2 separate regions of the Sus scrofa genome follow, and region 2 is linked to region 1. A link is a contact called in public HiChIP or PLAC-seq data. All regions are on one chromosome and are shown on one strand. Each heading gives the region's core, a stretch centred on a gene start, on an enhancer-like site or on the middle of the called end of the contact. The rest is flanking DNA. Distances are from core to core; before and after follow the strand shown. Region 1 overlaps REV3L (DNA polymerase zeta catalytic subunit). Region 2 overlaps FYN (FYN proto-oncogene, Src family tyrosine kinase).

Evidence for each region. HiChIP or PLAC-seq counts read pairs in DNA pulled down with a chosen protein or histone mark.
Region 2: an H3K27ac HiChIP or PLAC-seq map of skeletal muscle shows a contact between it and region 1. The contact joins two enhancer-like sites. A contact is called at or near these places in 2 of 47 Hi-C or Micro-C datasets (embryonic fibroblasts and epiblast stem cells) and 1 of 2 datasets of contacts at active chromatin or transcription factors (skeletal muscle).

Annotation. Positions count from the first base shown.
Region 1 is chr1:77,197,578-77,200,484 of Sscrofa11.1, forward strand. REV3L (DNA polymerase zeta catalytic subunit) reads right to left here. Exons shown (of 33, transcript XM_021091241.1): 33 at 1-139. Among named protein-coding and RNA genes, the nearest start is that of MFSD4B, 40 kb to the left of the region's middle. Within about 2 kb of position 1,379, at least 2 of the 83 cell types and tissues checked have an H3K27ac peak or open chromatin away from gene starts, as enhancers often do. A contact at or near this core is called in skeletal muscle, where this site is marked.
Region 2 is chr1:77,612,568-77,615,267 of Sscrofa11.1, forward strand. The region is part of intron 9 of FYN (FYN proto-oncogene, Src family tyrosine kinase); the gene reads right to left. Among named protein-coding and RNA genes, the nearest start is that of FYN, 28 kb to the right of the region's middle. Within about 2 kb of position 1,439, at least 8 of the 83 cell types and tissues checked have an H3K27ac peak or open chromatin away from gene starts, as enhancers often do. A contact at or near this core is called in skeletal muscle, where this site is marked.

The DNA of each region.
Region 1 (2,907 bases), core at 129-2,628:
AAAACTGGTCTAGTAATTGCCGGAGATATGGTGCCTTGGATAATTCTCTATTTACTCGAGAGAGTTTGTAAAGTACTGGGCAGTTCAGAGAAACACACGGGATATGTCGATCAAAGCAACCGGTACAGTTTCTGCATATCTGAAAGTATAAGAGAAGTACATAAAATGATAGGAACATTTCTATATATACATGGAAACAACACATTTTTATAAGCCCTCCTGTATGACAGACCACAGATTACTGGCAAACATATGGACGTACCACTGAAAGTTTCATTAATTTTTATCTCTTTGAAGCATAGCCAATCCTATGTTGAGACATTTCTAAAGGATATTATTTCACAAAATATAAAGCATAAAATTCCCTAAGGATTCATTTCATTCCAGAGATTAACTTAAATTTATAGTAGAATCCTATTATATTAAGATCCACATAACAGCTACCTAGTTATCATTCAAAGACTGTCTCTTAAACAAGCTATGTACAATGGTTTTTCAAACGTCTTCAGATTTATCATTTAATGCACTAATCATAAAAACTCATCCACTTTCTTATTTCAGAAGAGAAAATGCCGGTATGGAAAAAAAATGAAAGCCAAAGCATGTAAATTTAAAAGTAGCTTCAACCTTGGTTATACATGAGCTTAAAAACAGGCTGTCATGCCCAGAGATTCTGATTCATGGTCTGGGGTGGGGCTCAGGCATTAGTCTAAGAATATATATATATATATATATATATATATATATATATATATATATATATATATTGTACTTTCTAGGGTTTTCAGGTGATTCTGATGTATAATGATATCCAACCTAAAAGAAAATAATGAATCATAAGGCAAATTTTGGAAGTTCCTATGTGGTGCAGTGGCAGTGGGTTAATGCAGCTGAGGTGCAGGTTTGATCCCTGGCCCAGGATCTTCCATTTGGGTGTGGGTGTGGCCAAAAAAAGGGGCAAATTTTAAAGAGAAGTGTCATGTCTTACATAATGATCAGCTTTTAATATGCAATGTCTCGGGTTACACATACAGTTTAGAAAAAAAAGATGATAAAACATGAAAAACTTCAAAGGATAGTAGTGAGGGCCCCACGGGTCAAGAATATGCAGGCTAATTTTACTGTGAATAGTGTATCCAAGTGATAAAAAAAAGGATACTAATAGCAGCTACTATACCAGATTATCTTTTAAGAGAGAAATCAGGCCTGCTCTAGTTAATTCTGGGATCTGTATCAAACAGCTTCTGTTTGAGAGAGGTCTCGTAGGGCAGTACATTTTTGTCTTTGGGCCAGTATCTCCAGTCAGTTGAAGGGCCAGTTTTTCTGAGCACACTTGTTACTGCATCTGCTATTACGGTAATGCCACGAGCACTCTGCTGAGAGCACTGGGCTTCACTGTACTCTTGCAGTTTTGAAGTGTTCTACTCTGAAGACTTTCACCAACTAGCTCTCTGCCACAAGACTCGAGCCCATTTCCAAATACAGAACATGTGTACTACTGCTCTATGTGCTGTGGGTATGTTCAGGTGCTGGGACAAACTCATAAATATTTATGCCTTCTCTGTGCTTGTCTGATAAATCAACCAGGATAGAATTACTTGCCTCACTAAATTTAACTCGATTTGTAGTTTCAAGATCCTTTACTGGTGATTTAAACCCCAAGCAGCTTATGTTTAAAACTTTAAACACCACAACCTGGAAAGTTACTTTTTAGTGGCCATTTAAAAAAATGCTTTAGGAGTTCCCTCCGTGGTGCAGTGGTTAATGAATCTGACTAGGAACCATGAGGTTACGGGTTCAGTCCCTGGCCTTGCTCAGTAGGTTAACGATCCGGCGTTGCCGTGAGCTGTGGTGTAGGTTGCAGATGTGGCTCAGATCCTGTGTTGCTGTGGCTCTGGCGTAGGCTGGTGGCTACAGCTCCGATTGGACCCCTAGCCTGGGAACCTCCATGTGCCGCAGGAGCAGCCCTAGAAAAGGCAAAAAGACAAAAAATAAATAAATAAATAAATAAAAAGCTTTAATACTTATTAGTTCTTTCCGTTTGTTATCCTTTGGCTCATTTTACTATTTTTTAAAACAATTTTGAGTAAGATGTTTAATTTTTCATGTTTATTATTAAAAATTTTTAAGGCGATGATTTTTTTTCTGAGATCTGCTATGGCTGTCTAGAATCTTAAATGTATCATTTGTTAACTAGGGAATGTTAAAATTTCCAAATAAAAGGGTCATTTTGTTTTCTGAGTTTATAATAAATTCCTAGCTTTACAGAATTGTACCAATAAAATATTTTGCAGTATTTCTACTTCCTGAAATTTATTAAGGTTTTCTTGATATAAGATATAGTTGATTTTTTAGTATTCCATAAACACTTAAAAGAAAGTATATTCTCTAATATTGGGTTACAGAGTTTGATATATAATCACAAGGTCTATCTTATAATATCTTTTAGATCTTTAATAATTATATTTTTGGTCATTTAACTGGTCTTGGGCTGGGAGAGGTGTATCAAACCTCCTATGATTAATGTTTCTGATAATTACTCATTTTGTCTCCTGTAATTTCTGTTTTATGAAATTTCTATAGATTATTTAGTGTACAGGAGACACATGTTTTAATTCTCTGATGGGAAAAAACAACGCTAAAGTTAAAAATCTCTCTTTCTTTTTTTTTGGCTATGCCCACAGCATGCAAAAGTTCCCAGGTCAAGGATCAAACCCATGCCACAGCAGTGACAATGCTGGATCCTTTACCCACTGAGCCACTACCATGAGATACCACCTCACACCAGTCAGAATGGCCATCATTAATAAGTCCACAAATAACAAATGCTGGAGGGGGTGTGGAGAAAAGGGAACCCTCCTGCACTGTAAGCTGGTACAACCACTATGGAGATCAGTATGGAGGTAC
Region 2 (2,700 bases), core at 189-2,688, 420 kb after region 1:
TCTGGGGTGAAGGTGCAGGGTTGGGGAGGGAGGGGGCTGTGACCAGACCTCAGGGGAGGGTGCAGGCAGGGTGGGGTTGGGAGGGAGACGGCTGAGGGGTGGCGACATGGCAGGGAAGGCTGGGAGGCGAGGCCCCCCTGGCAGAGAGGCTAGGGGAGGACACACCTCTCTAGGCATGGACACCAAGCTCAGACTCACTGGCACGACAACCTCAAGCTCCACAAACTCCAAGCCGAACTCACCCTCGTTCTTCCTGACCTTCTTCCCTACTTGTTCCCGCTGCTGGCAACTTCATCCTTGCCATTACTCACATCTGACCGCCCAGGAATTAGCTTTGATCCCTCTCTCCCCTTCCCGAATGGTGTGTGAGCCTCTCCATGTGTCTACAGCACATGCTCTCATCTGTTTATTCCTCAAGAACTTGGTCTGTCCGGGACGTAACGCTCAGAGTCCTTTTTGTTAATTGCTATGCCCTGGGCAACATGCTGAACAACTTACACGTATTGTTTCACTTAATCTTTGCAAAAATTAAAGCACAAAGCAGGTAAGATATATTTCCACTTTATAGATAAGCAAGCTGAGGTGCAGAAAAATTACGTAACATGCCCAAGGCCCTGGAGCTGGCAGGTGGCAGGGCTGGGTTTCAAATCCGGTTCGGTCTGGCTTCATGCTTACTGCCTGCCCCTGGACAGACTTGGGCTTCTTTCTCCCTGAGGCTCCTAGCAAAGCTCTTGCACTTGGAAAGGCACTCAGTTCATGTTGCTTTACTTAGAGATCCTGACTGAACATAGTGGAACAAAGGGTTCACGACTAAAGAAGATCTAGCCGCTGTCACAGGGGGACAGGCAGAGGTAACAGAGAATGAGCGATACCCCTAAACAATTTCTTGCGGCCTCCAGAATGCAGCTGGTGGAGGACCACCCTCCTGGGCTCTGAGCCTGGTCTGTACCTTCTCCCTGATGAAAGGCTGCCGCTTACAGTCCAGTGGGGCCAGGAGCCGGAGGAAGAAAAGACCACAGAATTCCAGTTCTGCTTTTCCTCTGGGATGTGTCAGCTCATCCCAGAGGAAAAGGGAAGAGAAGAAAAAAAGAATTTTAAGAGGAAAGAGTGGCGTATTCTAGTTCTAGCCGGGTGGCGGGGGGTGGGGGTGGGGGGTGGGCGCAGGCAGACAAAGGATATTTCATTGTGTTCTTGGATAGGAGACTCACAACTGTGTTGAGAAACAACTGTCACTCACAGTCCTAAAATACCTGTGATAGGCACACACTTCTGAACACTGCCCACACTTCCACAATCAAGATGTGGCCTGGCTGCGGCCTGTGGGGAACATAAAACCTGATGTGCAAATATTTTCAGGCACATGGAGCAGCTGTCTGGAGGAGATGATGAATCCCCTGCAGAAAATTCGGCACGAAGCACACGTGCCATCTGCAGAGGACACTGGCAGATACACTCCACGCCCTGCCTGCCTCATAAAGTGGCCTAGGAAGGGCAGACACTCGGGAGGAATTGTGTAAACAGCCAGGCTGTCCCAGAGCTGGAAAATGCATTCTTCCAACTCCCTCACACATGCACCTCAGAAGGTGCCCCTTAAAAGCTTTCCCATAAAATAGCAGGGAAAAGGAACTGATGACTAATCGCCTCCATTTTTATCTTCTGTTCTTTTAATCATTGTCTTGATGAAAAGCAGTCAGCATAGCTTAAGAGGGCAGATGCACGGGGCCAGCCACACTTGGATTCAAATCCTGCCTTGGCCATTTTCTTAGCTGTGTGATTTTATACAACTTACTTAACCCCTCTGAACCCGTTTCTATTTTTCCCGCTCTACTCCTTGCATGTGCCTGCTTGGGCCTGGCCCTGGGTAGGTATTCTACGAATACCCCAGCTCCCCCTTTTCCTCCCCTGCAGCATTTCCTTTATTCTCCTTGCAAATCCTAGGTCCCCAGTCTTTGGTTTCATCCCCTAAGTTCAGTTTTCCAGTCCATTTACTTCTCCTTACTTATCTCCTTCCAGTGTTTAGCATGGATCTGAAGATACTTGCAAAAGGGAAGAGAAGAAAAAAAGAATTTTAAGAGGAAAGAGTGGTGTACTCTAGTTGGCAATGAAAGGAAGGAAACATAGTACAAAGGGTGTGAGGTGGATCTCTTGAAAAACATTTGGGCAGGTGACAGTAGAGGAAGCCACCAGAAAGGCAGTCAGGACAGCTCACAGTGAGGAGGCAGGGCTGGGTGGCCAGGGCTGAAGGGTGGCTGCTTGGGCCCTGCTCCATGGCAGCAGCGTGCAGTGAGGGGACAGCAGTGATGGGCTCCTGACATGCCTTCCCCTGCACAGCATTGCCCAGGGCACCTGGCTCTGTAAACTAAACACCAAGCTCTGTCAGCAGCACCCCGGCCAGCATGCTCTGGCTCCTGGCCCTGTGACCTTCTCATTTACGGATGGTTCAAGGCTGTGAACCACAGATCCCATAGATCCAGAGCCTGGGAGAAGGGGAGAGGCTGATCCTGAACCACTCCCTCTGGCACCAGAACCCCACTCACATCCGACAGAACGCCGACACGTCCCTCTCCATTGCCAGCTCCTTCCTAAATCATATATTCATGTCTTGTGCCCTTCACGCACTCTTCTGTCCTTCTGGGTCCGTGAGCTGGGGTCTGACAGGTCTGCCTCAGGGTAAACTCTCTCATCAGGGCCAGGTCTCAG